Regions from separate parts of the Mus musculus genome. Here all the other regions are linked to region 5. Evidence: chromatin contacts called from public Hi-C and promoter capture Hi-C data. All regions are on one chromosome and are shown on one strand. Each heading gives the region's core, a stretch centred on a gene start, on an enhancer-like site or on the middle of the called end of the contact. The rest is flanking DNA. Distances are from core to core; before and after follow the strand shown. Region 1 overlaps Gm38407 (predicted gene, 38407). Region 2 has its middle 140 kb from the start of Nt5c1b. Region 3 has its middle 130 kb from the start of Gm38407. Region 4 has its middle 6.3 kb from the start of Gm38407. Region 5 holds the start of Ttc32 (tetratricopeptide repeat domain 32).

Region 1 (2,700 bases), core at 102-2,601, 1.5 Mb after region 5:
TTCCCTTGCAAGTGCAAGGGGAATTGCATCTGTCTTCTTGAAATGGGAGAGCCATCTGATTATAAATATGAGAACAAACAACAAGTGTTGTCTTTTTAATTATTTTTTTAGAACAATGAAAAGCTGAGGTGAAATTATCTCGTCTCTCTTCATTTCTTTTTGGCCACAAAGATCAAAGGACAGAAATTGCATTTGTCTGGGTCCTGGCCACGGCTAGGGGATCCTCTCATTTGTGTTGAATATGCCATATGAAAATTAAATTGCACCTTTTTAATTCAAGTCTCATATTAATGACTAGTTTGCTATTATGGCTTAGTTCAAAACTGTTTTCATAAACGGGATAACCAGGCCTCGGGATTTTACAAAATATGATTATTTATCCTGCTCAGACTAAACAGTCAAAGTTCCTAATGAGTTAAAACTCTTCTTGTACAATCTCTGCATTTTTTTACAAGTTTCTTGAGGCTCCACCAATAACAGGGATTGTCATCATGAAGGATGGCCCATCCTTCCCTGCCATTTTCAGTTTAACAAATCCAATCTGTCGGGCTAATTTTAAATCAGGAGATGCTACAAGATGAGTCATGGCTTTGTAATTGGGAAATATAACCAGGATTTGCCAAAGCCAAGGAAACCGGGCTGACAGAAACATAATTCTTTGGCGGCAACAAAGCAAATACCAGTCTGGTCAGAGTAGACAACAAAGAATACAGTATCCCTACTCCCTAGCAACACAAACAACATGGAGGGTGTTGGGGGGGGGGGTCGCAGATCACAGGATCTCAGAACAGGAGCTGGACCTGATCTCAGAATGGGTGTCGTGGCATTTGCAACGAAGGGAAGGCTTTAAAACTATAGGAGCCTGATACAGCTCCATTGGCCCATTTGTTTGTACAACCACTTAGCACAATTTTATTACAAAGAATGTTTTTAGCATGAACATCAACTGTTGGGAAAACATGGTGTAAAGCAGTAAAGATTTATTTCTCTGACCACTGGATTAATTTGCAACCAAAATAAAGAACTTCAGGCAACGGACTTCCCAATTATTTACTCAAAACCGTAAGTTTCTCCAAATCCACTTTCAAAATGTACACAGCTTAGAAATTCTGAAAGTGAATCCACGATTCTATTGAAGGAAAACTGGGGTGGGGGTAGGGGTGGGGAACGTAATCGGCTCTATTCATTTTAAATGTTTTAGCAAAGGCTGGGACTTGCCTGACCCAGTTACCATGTAGCTGGCAGTAGTCCCAACGAAATTGTGGTGCCTTTACCCACAGAGCCTGGGTTTCACGGCCACAGTTTATGAGTAAGCTGGAGAGTGGAGTTCGCTCTATCTACGTCAGTGGATTACTAGAGACATGGGGCAGCTGCAAGCCTGTTCCCCGTGGGTTTGTACCACATAGTGGCCCATCCCTTCTTAGTCTGGGACCTCATCCTACAAAAACAGATTGCTTAGTGCAGTCACATGCTTGTCCGATGAAATCATTCCTGCTTTCTTCTGCAGGTTCTCAATAGCCCTTCACAGATCAGACTCACGGAACACCTGCCAGGGCTCTGTCTCTACTCTAGCTAATGCAGGAGGGCGTCAGCTTACTGCTCTGTGTAGCAACTGGAGAGAAAAATTGCGATTAGATGTACATGCAACCAGCAGTGACCACTAATCTAAAACAAGGTAACTCTGAGTGAGCTGCTAGTATAAGGCATGTTTCTGTGTCAACAGCCTGCTGTTGTATGTGTGGTTTCATATGCATGCAGCTTTTGCACATGGGAGTTCATTCCCCATTCTCCTGGGTATTAAAACCTCACCTGTCATTTATTGTCTCAAGTCAATGTCATGGCCTTCATGACAGTTTCCTTTAGCTATCTAGAGGGAGTTATCTGGTCTTCCGTCTGAATTTTCTGTCTTGACTCACACGTATCTCTGCTTATCTTCACTAGAATGCAAGCTACTTTGGAGGCTAGGAACCTAGGACCATATCATTTTCTGATATGTTATTACTCAGAGAACTTTTAATGACTAGTCATTGATTTTAGTAAGATATGGAGGAAATAGTATTTTCATTAGGAAGATACTTGGAGACAGAAAGGGTTCAGTCTTTTGGATGACTTAGAATTTCAAGTCTGGAGAGCTAAGATGAAAGTCATTATAGTAGCAAGGGAGTTTCGAGGTAGAGTGGGGAACCTGTTCATTGAGATGGAATATGAATGGAAAGCCTGTGTATGAGCAAGAAGAGGAGAGTCTGGGATCTGAGTCTGGTGGGGACTTCAGAGAAATCCAAAGCAACAGAGACAAAGCAACCACCAAGTCTTTGACCTTTGAAAAATCAGAGGACTTGAGAGACTTAGTGTTCTGCAAGACCCAGTGTTCACTATCTGATTTATCAGTCTTCTTGACTCTGCAGCAAAACAGAATCCCTTTTCTCAACAGATTGTCAAGTTTTTGTTCACTGATAACCCATGTGAAAGTATTCTCTTGAAGTAACCAAGCTTATGAGTTTCTGACATGGAATCCTGGAATACAACATGTGGTCATCTCAGGGGCTATTGCCCTATCCTTTTCTCCAGGAGCTGTCCCCTCTCCTGCTGACACCCAAAGTGAGATTTATAGGTCATTACTCTGCTCTAACAGGTCACTGCCATCTGGTCCACTACCACACAATATCTTCCCATAGGCTCTACTCGTTCCTAGTTCACACT
Region 2 (2,700 bases), core at 39-2,538, 1.2 Mb after region 5:
CATAAAACCCTAAAAATAACAGTGAACAGTAATTTTAAATCACATGTATCTTAGCTTTCATTCTTCCATTGTGTAAAATAATAGAAGGCTATTTAAAAAGACCATTCTTCAAAAATCATACGTCTTCTTCACTCTCATGGCTTTCCAAGAAAATGTGATCTCTTCAAACTTCTTTTGTGCCTGTTTAATCAAAAGGCCACCTGTAACACACATGGACTGACTGAAAACCAAGTTGTTTCAAACAATTGTTGAAAACAATAAGCAGCACATTATTTCAGAATGTAAATAAATATTATGTTCTGTGTTATGGGTTTTGGATCTTTGTATCCATGTAAGCAAAAATGGGGTCAAATGGAAAAAATGCAATATTTGAAATCAGAAACTAGGGACTTAAAAATCCAAATCTTATATTTGTGGTTATTGAGTATTCTCATTCATGTATCACAAGAACCAGGTATCATAATTATTGTCTGTAACCACAGGGCTAGAGAATTGGAGACAGGAGGATAATCAGTTCAGACTGGTTATCCTTGGCTATATAGCAAGACCAATTTAGGAACCCTGCCTAAAATTAACAAAGTTAAAGAGTAAAGTCGGTAGGAGCACTTTAGCACATCCATGTACCAGCGCACACAGTCTTCTGCTAATTACTCTGCAGTTACTTCTCTTGTGGACTCTTCTCACCAGTCATGGGATCTGCGTCTGTGCTTTTCATCCCCGTGTAATCTGCAGCCCGCATCACATCCAGCTCCTTCTCTCCTGCCTCTGTAGATTTTCATCAGCCAAGACAAGAAGCCAGGTGGGACAGACTTTGTGAGGGACAGAACATGGGGGCCTGATGGAGGTGAGGAGAGATGGGAGGAAATGTCAGAGTGTTGGGAGAAAGTATGTTGATGACGCAGTAGGTGGGAAAGCTGGTCTGGTTAATGTCCGAGGTGTCCCAACACTCCAGACACTGCTATACTTACTCCTGTGCCACTGGAGTGAAACTTTTCTTAGGATCACTAGTCACTCAGCAAATCTTTTTTTTTTTTCCTTGAAGTTTTGCAAAGCGCATTTCCTGGCTCCAGGATTTTGCCACTGATGCCTATACAGACCGTTACTTTTATATTCTTTTGAAGCTATGTGTTTGTTTCAGGCAAGGCTTACATAGAAAAACTTAGGATTAGAAAAAAACAAAACGAAAAAGTAGTTCTAAATCATGGCTCTGAAGAGCAACAACTAGACTACGAGACATGCTTTAGCAAGGACTCCCTCAGAGGCACTGATGATGTCAGAGATACAAATAGCACGGCCCATCACTCAGCTGCATGCCTCCTAACCACAGAAGCACAGACATACACTAATGGACACATGGCTGCCTGTTTTTAGTGGATCTGCTACCAATTCTGTATCAGCATCTTTGTGTTTTTTGGCAAACTCAGGAAAGAGATTGCTAATCTTAGCACCCTAATTGGGGAGACTATCTGCCTTCTTTCGAGATTTACAGTTCCCAAGGTCTAAGGGGCACCCAGCTTATGTCCTGGCAACTCATTGCACGGCTTTGTTACTATTTGGAAACCACTTATTAGAATCTGCTTTAAACGTTATGGGAGAGTCGCTGCTGGTGTAAAATCATCCTCTAAGTTTTACTGAAGACATTGACCTTTTCTGTTCCCTTTCTTATGTGCATAGAAATCCAGTATGCCTCAGCCTGACATGGTCCATCAGTCACGAAAATGTGACACCCAGAACAGCAGCTGGGGGTGGGGAGGGTATAGAAGTACAAGAGCAGCTTCCTTACCCTGCCTGTGCTTTGAGCTGCACACCAATCTGCAGCTCCATTTTCCTTTCTTGGCCTTGGGCCCCTTCTTTCCGGCACTCTGTTTCAAAAAACATCACAAGCTTTGCAGGTGGTTTGTGTTGCACCACAGCTCGTATTCCTGACAGATCCTACGTCTGCACATTAATACTCCTCAATACTTCCAGCCTGAAGCTTTCCCAGACACACTGGCCTAAGAGCCTCAGAAGCAACACATTATATGGCTTGCTACACAGGAATTCCTTCTGGGTCTGAAGGTTGGAAGGTCATAGTGCTTTAAACAAAATAGGCTTCATGGCCACTTGCCTATGAACTTTAAGGTATTTGACTACATGAATAAGAAACCAGTCTTCTACAAAGATGCTGGGCAGCGCTGAGTTACCACAAGCATGAATGATTATCAATGCTACAATTACAATCATACAGTGCTTAGAAAATCAATCAGTAAACATTTGTTAGGTCCTTCTCCTCTATGTGACATTATCTAGTTTAAATAATATATTTCTTTTCAAAGGATATCACATAAGGCCAGTGATTATTTATACAATTTATAATTAAAAGAATACCTAAAACAATGTAATCTGGCAAAGGCTATATATACACTTAGTTTAAGGACAGGCAGGGCAGGACACTAAACCAAGATAAAGGGTTCCTGAGTTCAGGCTAGCTAACCCAACTTATTCATTCAGAGACTGAAAAACAATGAAGAGAATGGTGTTAACTGGCAAAGAGATGAAAGGAAAAAAAAAAAGCTCAGCAATTGACTTCTACATTGTTACAATCTGTCATTTGAGGAGCCATTGGAATAGTTTGCTGGGCTGGGGAGCGATTTTTCTCATTTTACTATTTTGCATTGAAATAAAGTGGGATACCTTAGTTTGAAATGTGTGAAAACAAAG
Region 3 (2,700 bases), core at 159-2,658, 1.5 Mb after region 5:
CAGTGATAAAATGTTCAAAGGTATCATCAAACAGCGAACTCTGAACGTGCTCTATATGAAAAGATGTTCCATTAAAGATGCAGCCCTAATGCACAGTGTAAAATGCTTGTAGCTTTTATTATGTCCTAGATGGAAAACATGTTTTACTGCATACCAGAGTAACAGACGTCAACTCACTTTTCAAATTGGGAACAGCTTTTCATTTTGTTCTGTTCAACAATTCCTGGGTCCTAAATCAACCCTTCCCACTCTCCATCCTACCGCCCACCATCCTGAATTTGCCTCTGCTCCAACAAAACAATGTCACACGTTGCTTCTTCAAAAGGCAGAGGAAGTGGGCAGCAGGAGACAGAAGGAGGGTTTTTTAGAGATAGAAGCCTATCGTGGTCTCTCCTTTCAGTCAGTTACAGTGAAAGAGAGGAACGGGAAGGTGAAATATTTACTGCTTCAATATTGCCGATTGAACGCAATCCACAGGAAACGCAGATGTCCAGAGAAGTAGATCAGAGAGGGGAAACTGTGTGGCTGCCTAGCCAAATTTTCTAGGCGCCCCTAAAAGGAAAGAAAGTGGGAAAATGACCATCTGCAGTGCTGTTAAATCCCAGCATGGAAACAGCATCCGTCATGAGCTTCTTCCAAGTGCTACTTTTTATTTTCTGATGACTAGTTCAAGTTCATTCCTTGTAAAGTTTAAATGTGTTTGAAGGCTTAATTAAGATTTCAGGGGTATAGTAATTCTGATATAAAAGTTTGTGTGGAGTATTAAGCAAATTGGTGGCCTTTTACTTCTTGGAGGGAAAAATATCAAATATAATTTGATTTCATAATTGAACACAAATGTTGAAACAAATGTAATTAATACAAGTTAGGCATGAAATCAATGGTGTCTAAGATGGGTATAACAGAAACACTCCTGCCCTGAGAGGTATCTACTTGTGAGAGAGATGGTCTGGGTTTAATTTTACAGGACAGCTAGATTTTTGCCCTGAATATAATTATTGAGATTATGGGGCCTGAATTCTAATCCTGCCTCCCAATCTGAGTGAGTCTGTAACTTTCCTAGTTTCAGGAAAAACTTTCCCAGGTAGAAAACGAGGTGATATATAACGCATCCTCTCCTCGACAAAGCTATTACAACAGAAGTGAGGAAAATCTGTGAGAAGAACATTAACCTCTTCAGAGGGAAAAAAAAAAAGTGCACGAGAACGAAATATTTTTTGAACAATGTATAATTTTTTCCTTCCTCTCTCTCTCAGATAGCCAAGTTTAAAGTCAGCGGTGCCCATTTAAAAAGAAAAATCGCAGAAACATGGGGAGAAATTTGGAATCAATTTATTTAAAGCCATGTTCTTCACAGCTGTTGTTCATTAGGGAACTTTTATTGACGTGTCCAGAAATCGTTCCTAGTAGTTTAGACACGCGGGGGCTTTGAGCCCTATGAAGTACAGCAAATTGCAGATGAATTGCTCCAGAAGTGTAGGCACTTTTTTTGGGAAAAAAATGCTTTGTAAAATAGAATATTCTCAAGGGATTGACTAGTGGGGGCAGGGAAGCATGCATTGACACGTTGACTACCCTTGACCTTCTGGAATCTACATCAAAACTTCTGCAACAGTAGCTGGGAAGGACAGGAACTCAGTGTGCAAAAAAGAAAACCCTTTGAATACAAAGGATCTCAAACCAAATGAAGTAAGAATAATCAGTCTATAACAAGATACTACTTGCTTTTAGGAACCTGTTTACTTCATGTAGCGCACCCTGTTGGAGCACTACAAACCTTCTAGTTTTTAGCAAGAATAAGGGTTTTCTGGGTCGGTTTAGTTAAACAACAACAACTAAAGAAGAAGAGAAGGAGGAAGAGCAAGAGGAGGAGGAAGAAGAATAAAGACAAATCGAGAGAGCAAGATTTGAAAGCTAGAATTTTTTGCTCACATTTTTCTTTATTTTTACATTTCCTAAGTATATATCGAGCTACTGTTTGCTGGGCACCATGTTAAGTTGTTAGTAAGCTATATAGCACTAGTAAATTATCAGAGTGGGGCAGATGACAGTACAGTATAGGAAAGTTTAGACAAGTGTAGGAACATGTCTCATGAGACCACAGTGATAGAAGATAGTAGAAAGAGTGTGAGATAGATTATTATCAAAGGAAGACTTCCCAGGGAACTGGAGTACTAAAATGGAATCTTAAGGGGGGAAAAAAAGGAAAGTGGCCATATAGATATTAGAATGAATGCATCCTCCAGGTGGGGAAGGAATGTAGGGAAATAGACCAACACTAGACGAAATTAGTGTGGGAGGGTCCAGAGGGTGGTGGTGGATCAAAGTAGTTCTTCCTGGAGCATGGCTTGTCTGGGAGGATCGGAGGTTGGAGTGGTGTGTGAGAGAGGAAGTAGCATGAAGGAAATATAAGAGACCAAGAGGATACTTTCATTCCAATATCTGTATGCCCTCTTTCTACTGACTGACAATTCTTCTGGCCATGCTGTCAGACTCCTACAAGTTGACATATGCCACTCTTCCAGTACTACAAAAATGCCCTATTCATTTACTTGGGTTCTCTACAAAGGATAGCTGTGTGTCAGCTTTACCACCTTTTAGAGTCTAGATTCTTGATCCATCTATTTATCAGAAGTGTTCTCTCATTCACTATCGCTATTTCCTCACCTACATCTCCATAGCTAATGATTTACCCCTGAT
Region 4 (2,700 bases), core at 15-2,514, 1.4 Mb after region 5:
ACCTTTCCATCTGGAAGCAATGAGCTTAATATTCTGGCTCTCCCCCCATAAAAGCTATGTCACAAAAAAGTAGCAGCCTGTGAACTGCTCCCCTCCCCCAAGACACACTGGGACTCCTCATTCCCTCTGTGCTCTATTCGGTTACACTGGAAGACCATCCCACCTTTCCCCTCCCCATAAACCAGAATCCGCCTGTAACAGCATAGTACCAGGAGAGAAGGAATGAATTGACAATCATTTACACTTTAATCCCACTTTTGACATTTTGAGAGATGCAGCTTAAAATATACTTGAGGCTTAGGGACTCCCTCTGTCCAGCTGTGTTCACTAGAGAAGAGACATCCCCGTTCATGAATTCTACTGCTTCTGGTGTCCAACTGGAAACCCAGATTTAGAGCCTATTTTAGGTTGTGTCTCACACTGACTCGAGCTTTTCCTTCCATGTTGAAAAAGGTCACCACCACCACCACTAAGTTCCGTGGCTGGCAGTTCAGTGATAACGACCTCCCCGTTCTATGTGTTTGGTTCATGTATTCATTCACTTTTATTTGTGTTAGGTTTTTGATCTAATGCCTAGCCGCTTCTTTTGTGTGTCCTCTGTTACACTGCAAAATCACATGGGTCTCTGGTTCCTAGTGCTCATGTTGTGAGGACAACCTAGGCTCTTGGGCAGTTAAGTGGGTGGTCCCCATAAGCTGCTGCTGCATTTGATTTCTTGGGTGATCATTAAGCCCAGCTAGGTGCTGGTCATTCTAAACCTATTCACTGACAATGGTGGAAAGCAAAGCCTGGGAATGTGCATGCGCCGTCAAGTCCCCAAGAAAAAAACCCATTTACTATGCATGTTAGAAGTCAGGACGCTAGAAGAGCTAGATCAGTGGCAGCAAATGATGAAATGGGGAAACCACGGGCCTTGCCTGGAAATGATATAACGCTGCTGTTCACCCTCCAGTGACTCCGAGCCCTGGAGTTCTGGAAGATTAGCGGAGCTGGAAATCACCCTCCTGCTGCGCTCCCTGGGCTTTGGCTACTTTTCTGTTCTCCTTCAGCTGGAAGCTGCGAGGGGCAGAGGTCAGCTTTCCTGTGTTGAATCTTTAGGGACAGGCCTTTGGATCCTGGGAGAGAATTGAAAGATCAACCCATCCCAATCCCTTGTTTTATACGAAGGACACCTCACTTGAAGGGAGGGGGGCGGAGTACATTGCCCAAGGTCATTCAAGCCCTCAATTTATTTAGGCTAATTCGGGAGACATCCATTTGGGAACAAGCCAAGCCCACATTTGTTAAGGACCTTAGTCTGCAGTGTCCTAAAGCCCCTTGTATCCATTCACATACACAAAAGAGTGTTTAAAAGTGCTCATCTGAGAGCCATTACATAGGCAGGGCTTCCAGTGGCCTGACTCCACAGGCAGTATGCACAAAACCTGTTTCCTCAAATGCTGCCTGCTGCACTGGAGTTAACCTCTTTTTTGGCAAATTAGTTCATGACCTGGGAACAGTTGAACGAAACTGTAGGCACATCAAGAGGACGTTATTTGTGTTCTGCCTTTTTTTAGACCAAGTCTCTGATGTGTTTATTTGCAAGCTTGGCTCGTGGTTCCTATCCCACTACTTACAGTTAATCCCATGTTTTCTTTGAGCTACCTTTAAATCCGTGTCAGATGAAAAATACTGCCTGATTCTGAAGAGTGTGGTATTATGAAGGAATCCCACGGTTTATGATCTCAGATTTATTGTCACATGTATTTAGTTCTTGTTTTTCTTTTTCTTTTCTCTCCTTCCTTTTTTTCCCCCTCCCACCCCTCTTCAGGCTTAAGTCAGCTGAAAAGGTTTTACTGTGAATTATGAAGATGCAAGGATGGAAGACGCTGTATAGTGTTTCCTGGAGAACTTTTTGTTCTCTAAAAAGGACGCTGGTGCAGAGAGAGCTCCCCTGAGCTGCAGCCTTTGTAGACTGTTTCAAGGGACAGGAACCAAGTCTCCTTCATCTTGTTGTATTATTCCTGACACTGTGTTTGCCATGCAGGGCTATTCAGCGAGTATGTGTAGGATTATGGTTGCCAAAATAAGCCTACAGTCAATGCCCCATGTAGCTTGTCATTGCTACTACTAAAATGATTTTTAAAATTTTCCCTCATTTTCTTAGTGTTTATGAGGCAAAACCAATTTAGTTTCAGGGGGAAAAACCGAGTAATTTTATTTTAAAAGCAATTTAATACTGAATTAAATATTTAGGAGACGACTCAAATTAGATAAATACACACAGGATCTGATGTTCCTCTTTACCACTTATTAAGCAAATGAATGAAAACTGAAGGTTGCATTTTCCAGTGGTGTTTTAAACAAAGATAAACTTCATATTAGAATCATTGTTTTGTAACCATTTTAGAGGCTTCGATGAGTTGACCTTTCAACTCTGAAAGGTTTTTAGCAGGATTTGACACCTGGGCACTTCTAGAGGGTTAGGGACAGCAGAGAGAGCCGAAGTCACAGAGGCATCTTGAGCCTTAGCTTTCTGGTTTCATCATCTTTAAACAGTTGTGGGTATGCCTTGTGCCAAGGATGGAAGGCAAATGGAGAGAGAATGTGGTGTCATCGCAGGTACCTTCATACTCATGCACCAGTTTCCCCAATGCCGCACAGCTTACCCAAGGATGAAACGTGAGGGTATACCAAATGCTTTCCATTGCTATAAGGAGG
Region 5 (2,700 bases), core at 88-2,587:
GTTCAGGGAGGCTCAGCAGCGGCTTAGGACATGAGCTCTGTTTCTACTTAAGGTTAAATTTCTGTATGTTCATAAATGAGGAAATGGCATTTTAAGACTTTTTATTATTTGAAGTTTTAAAGACTACAAGCCTCATTCAAGAGGAAGCATTTGGTCTCTTTTCTTTGTAATAAACATGAATTAACTGATTTTGAGTAATGCTGTAGTTATCATCAAGCTTATCCCGAGCTATGCCATGGTTCAGAGTACTCTAGTGGCCTAAATGTGACCCCAGCAGCCACAGCATGCACTAATGTGGCCGGTCCCAGCATTCTGGTAAGCAGTGTACCTGCACAGGCACTGCCGACCTCTCTCATCTGCCATACACAGCTCATTATATTTTGCTGAAATGTACTTTAAGATCACTTTTCTGACCGGGCAGTGGTGGCACATGCTTTTAATCCCAGCACTTGGGAGGCAGAGGCAGGGAGATTTCTGAGTTCGAGGCCAGCCTAGTCTACAGAGTGGGTTCCAGGACAGCCAGGGCTACACAGAGAAACCGTGTCTCGAAAAAACAAAACAAATCACTTTTCTTTATTCTCAGAGCTCAGATCAAAAGTTTTTCTGAGACATTATTTGAAATAAACATGAAAACAAATTCTGAAGGGAAAAAAGGACGTTTATCCCATGTTTCCTTCCACTATAATGTAGGGAAATGTGGCATTTGCATTGTCTTCACATCCACAGACACATCCTCGGACACACACAGAGACATACACAGAATATATATCACATGGGAGAAAAAGCTAAGTCTTTTTAGGAAAATATACAGTGACTGAAGTGGCAGAGAATTGTTACCATAGAGACTACAGAAAGTTCACACTCAGAAACATGGACAAATTTGTTTCAAAGTAACAGAATATTAACTCTGTTGCCATAGCTCTAGACGCTTATTTTGGGTATCTAAAATGAAAACAGCAATATTATGTTGCCCTCTACTGTCTGCTTCTATAATTATTTTCTAAAAAAAAATTTTTTAAAGACTTCTTTATTTACTATGTATACAGCATTCTGCCTGGATATATGCGCACCACCACCGCCCGGCCATGGGCACTGTCTGTCTGTCTATCTATCATCCATCTAATCTAATCTAATCTAATCTAATCTAATCTAATCTAATCTAATCTAATCTAATCTAATCTAATCTAATCTAATCTAATCTAATCTAATCTAATCTAATTATGTATACACATGTCACAAAGATTTAAATTCTCTTAATTTCCCGCGAACGGCGTCAGGCGCTACCAGTTGTCTCGCGATACTACGGGTCTTCAAACAGGACAAACGTCCTTTTCCTTTAGCCAACGAAGTCCCGTGAGCGGTAGCTGTGGTTCCGCTTCCACCCGGGTGAGGCGGTCATGGCCTTGCGGCCAGGCCGAGAGGGCGGAGAGAGCTCGGCCGCCCTGGCCACGGCGCAGGCTCGCTTCTCCAGGGGCGAGTTTGCCGAGGCCCGGGAGCTGTACTCCGCCTTCATTGGCCAGTGCGCGCGTCACGGGAGGTAACTATCGCGAGAGCGGGCTGGGCGCGTGGGTGGTCCCCGAGCCACGCGCGGACCGCGGAGTCCTGGGCTGCCGCTTGGTTTCCCCAGAAAAGATCCCCTCCGAGCCCTGTCCTTCGGGGAGGGGACGCCTTGGTCTCCGCAGAGGCCCAGGCGGCAGGAAGCCGCTGTTCTGGGCAGGGAAGGTGGTCGTCCTCGGAACCACAGCGACGCCTTTGTGTTCCGGACGCGAAGGTTCCGGTTCAGCACCCGCTTAAGCTAAGCACAGTCGCTGCACCCAGCTGTCCCGTTAGTGTTTACCACGACGTCACAGCACACTCCTGAAGTTAAGGGTTGTTAATGTGACACCGCTAGAACATCACAAGAGTCCTTTCTGTAGAATATCAAGCCAGCGATGAAACGTTTATTGCCCAGTACAGTTCTTTGTTACTTTGATATTTGAGTTCGAGCAGCTTATCAAGATGTGCACTCTGACCCCTCTATTCCCACTACGCTTTGAGTCTTTAGAAAACGGGGTTGTATGTCGAGCCAAAATCTGATAATTATAAAAATTTTGACATTTAGGGGTCTTGGTTGCATTCTGTTTTCTGCCAGTTAAGGAATTAAAAGGCAGTAAAACTCTCAAGCCAGGCAGGTAGCAGCGGAGGAGGAGGAGGTGGTGGAGGAGGAGGAGGGTGCCACGACTAAGTACAGCTTATGAGAGAATCCGCTAATGAGGAAAGGTTTCCTAGGGGTGAGAAAACTTGAGTGGGCAAACAGATAAAACCCTCGGCAAAGCGGAAGAGGATTTCAGGAACCCGCAGATCCACTCCTTTGAGGGTTTAAGGAACTGAGGGTTGGTCAGTTTGAGCACAGAGCCCTAAGCATGTCCGATCCAGCTTTGAACTTGTGTAGTAGTAGCATAGCAGAGCCATCAGCGGGGGTGGGGTGGGGTGGGGGGCTCTATTGGTGAAAAAAAAGTAGAAAAGCCTTTTTAGGCTGCCGGGTTTTTGTTTCCGGTCAGCCGGGTCAGGAAGAAGCAGGTCAGGTTGGCAGTTCACTATATTTATTATCTAGTCTCAGCTCCTCTCTTGATACATCTGCTTATCAGGGAGTCTTACTCTTAGCCCCTCCGTATTGTTTGTCCCAATGTCTCTGTATTGGTTGTGAATTGGTCGTTAAAC

What was found. Promoter capture Hi-C pulls out the DNA fragments that hold promoters and counts their contacts. Hi-C and Micro-C count contacts between places; a contact is called where the count stands out from the background.
Region 1: a contact with region 5 is called in a Hi-C map of muscle stem cells, with 2.6 times the contacts expected there. The contact joins the enhancer-like site here to the promoter of Ttc32 in region 5. A contact is called at or near these places in 4 of 39 promoter capture datasets (the 3T3-L1 cell line, cranial neural crest, frontonasal cranial neural crest and 1 more), 1 of 484 Hi-C or Micro-C datasets (muscle stem cells) and 4 of 115 datasets of contacts at active chromatin or transcription factors (the NIH/3T3 cell line, acute myeloid leukemia, large pre-B cells and 1 more).
Region 2: a contact with region 5 is called in a promoter capture Hi-C map of the 3T3-L1 cell line, with 13 times the contacts expected there. The contact joins the enhancer-like site here to the promoter of Ttc32 in region 5. A contact is called at or near these places in 6 of 39 promoter capture datasets (the 3T3-L1 cell line, the C10 cell line, cranial neural crest and 2 more), 1 of 15 datasets of contacts at CTCF or cohesin (pro-B cells), 8 of 484 Hi-C or Micro-C datasets (the C2C12 cell line, brain, embryonic fibroblasts and 3 more) and 5 of 115 datasets of contacts at active chromatin or transcription factors (the NIH/3T3 cell line, astrocytes, fibro-adipogenic progenitors and 1 more).
Region 3: a contact with region 5 is called in a promoter capture Hi-C map of second pharyngeal arch cranial neural crest, with 18 times the contacts expected there. The contact joins the enhancer-like site here to the promoter of Ttc32 in region 5. A contact is called at or near these places in 13 of 39 promoter capture datasets (the 3T3-L1 cell line, 3T3-L1-derived adipocytes, cranial neural crest and 8 more), 14 of 484 Hi-C or Micro-C datasets (3T3-L1-derived adipocytes, the C2C12 cell line, the C3H10T1/2 cell line and 11 more), 12 of 115 datasets of contacts at active chromatin or transcription factors (the NIH/3T3 cell line, acute myeloid leukemia, astrocytes and 9 more) and 1 of 9 other capture datasets (liver).
Region 4: a promoter capture Hi-C map of second pharyngeal arch cranial neural crest shows a contact between it and region 5. The contact joins the enhancer-like site here to the promoter of Ttc32 in region 5. A contact is called at or near these places in 13 of 39 promoter capture datasets (the 3T3-L1 cell line, the C10 cell line, the SN4741 cell line and 8 more), 30 of 484 Hi-C or Micro-C datasets (the 3T3-L1 cell line, the 63-12 cell line, CD4 T cells and 20 more), 10 of 115 datasets of contacts at active chromatin or transcription factors (the NIH/3T3 cell line, acute myeloid leukemia, astrocytes and 7 more) and 2 of 9 other capture datasets (embryonic stem cells and liver).

What each region holds. Positions count from the first base shown.
Region 1 is chr12:10,513,105-10,515,804 of GRCm38.p6, forward strand. It overlaps Gm38407 (predicted gene, 38407), which reads left to right. Exons shown (of 12, transcript NR_110487.1): 11 at 1,508-1,675. Among named protein-coding and RNA genes, the nearest start is that of Gm38407, 68 kb to the left of the region's middle. Within about 2 kb of position 1,352, at least 49 of the 459 cell types and tissues checked have an H3K27ac peak or open chromatin away from gene starts, as enhancers often do. A contact at or near this core is called in muscle stem cells, where this site is marked.
Region 2 is chr12:10,230,038-10,232,737 of GRCm38.p6, forward strand. No RefSeq gene overlaps it. Among named protein-coding and RNA genes, the nearest start is that of Nt5c1b, 140 kb to the right of the region's middle. Within about 2 kb of position 1,289, at least 27 of the 459 cell types and tissues checked have an H3K27ac peak or open chromatin away from gene starts, as enhancers often do. A contact at or near this core is called in the C2C12 cell line and muscle stem cells, where this site is marked.
Region 3 is chr12:10,572,188-10,574,887 of GRCm38.p6, forward strand. No RefSeq gene overlaps it. Among named protein-coding and RNA genes, the nearest start is that of Gm38407, 130 kb to the left of the region's middle. Within about 2 kb of position 1,409, at least 18 of the 459 cell types and tissues checked have an H3K27ac peak or open chromatin away from gene starts, as enhancers often do. A contact at or near this core is called in embryonic limb bud, second pharyngeal arch cranial neural crest and tail fibroblasts, where this site is marked.
Region 4 is chr12:10,438,702-10,441,401 of GRCm38.p6, forward strand. No RefSeq gene overlaps it. Among named protein-coding and RNA genes, the nearest start is that of Gm38407, 6.3 kb to the right of the region's middle. Within about 2 kb of position 1,265, at least 22 of the 459 cell types and tissues checked have an H3K27ac peak or open chromatin away from gene starts, as enhancers often do. A contact at or near this core is called in second pharyngeal arch cranial neural crest, where this site is marked.
Region 5 is chr12:9,028,660-9,031,359 of GRCm38.p6, forward strand. It overlaps Ttc32 (tetratricopeptide repeat domain 32), which reads left to right and starts at 1,338. Exons shown (of 3, transcript NM_029321.2): 1 at 1,338-1,537. The coding sequence starts at 1,398. It overlaps Wdr35 (WD repeat domain 35), which reads left to right. Exons shown (of 27, transcript NM_001159527.1): 27 at 1-188.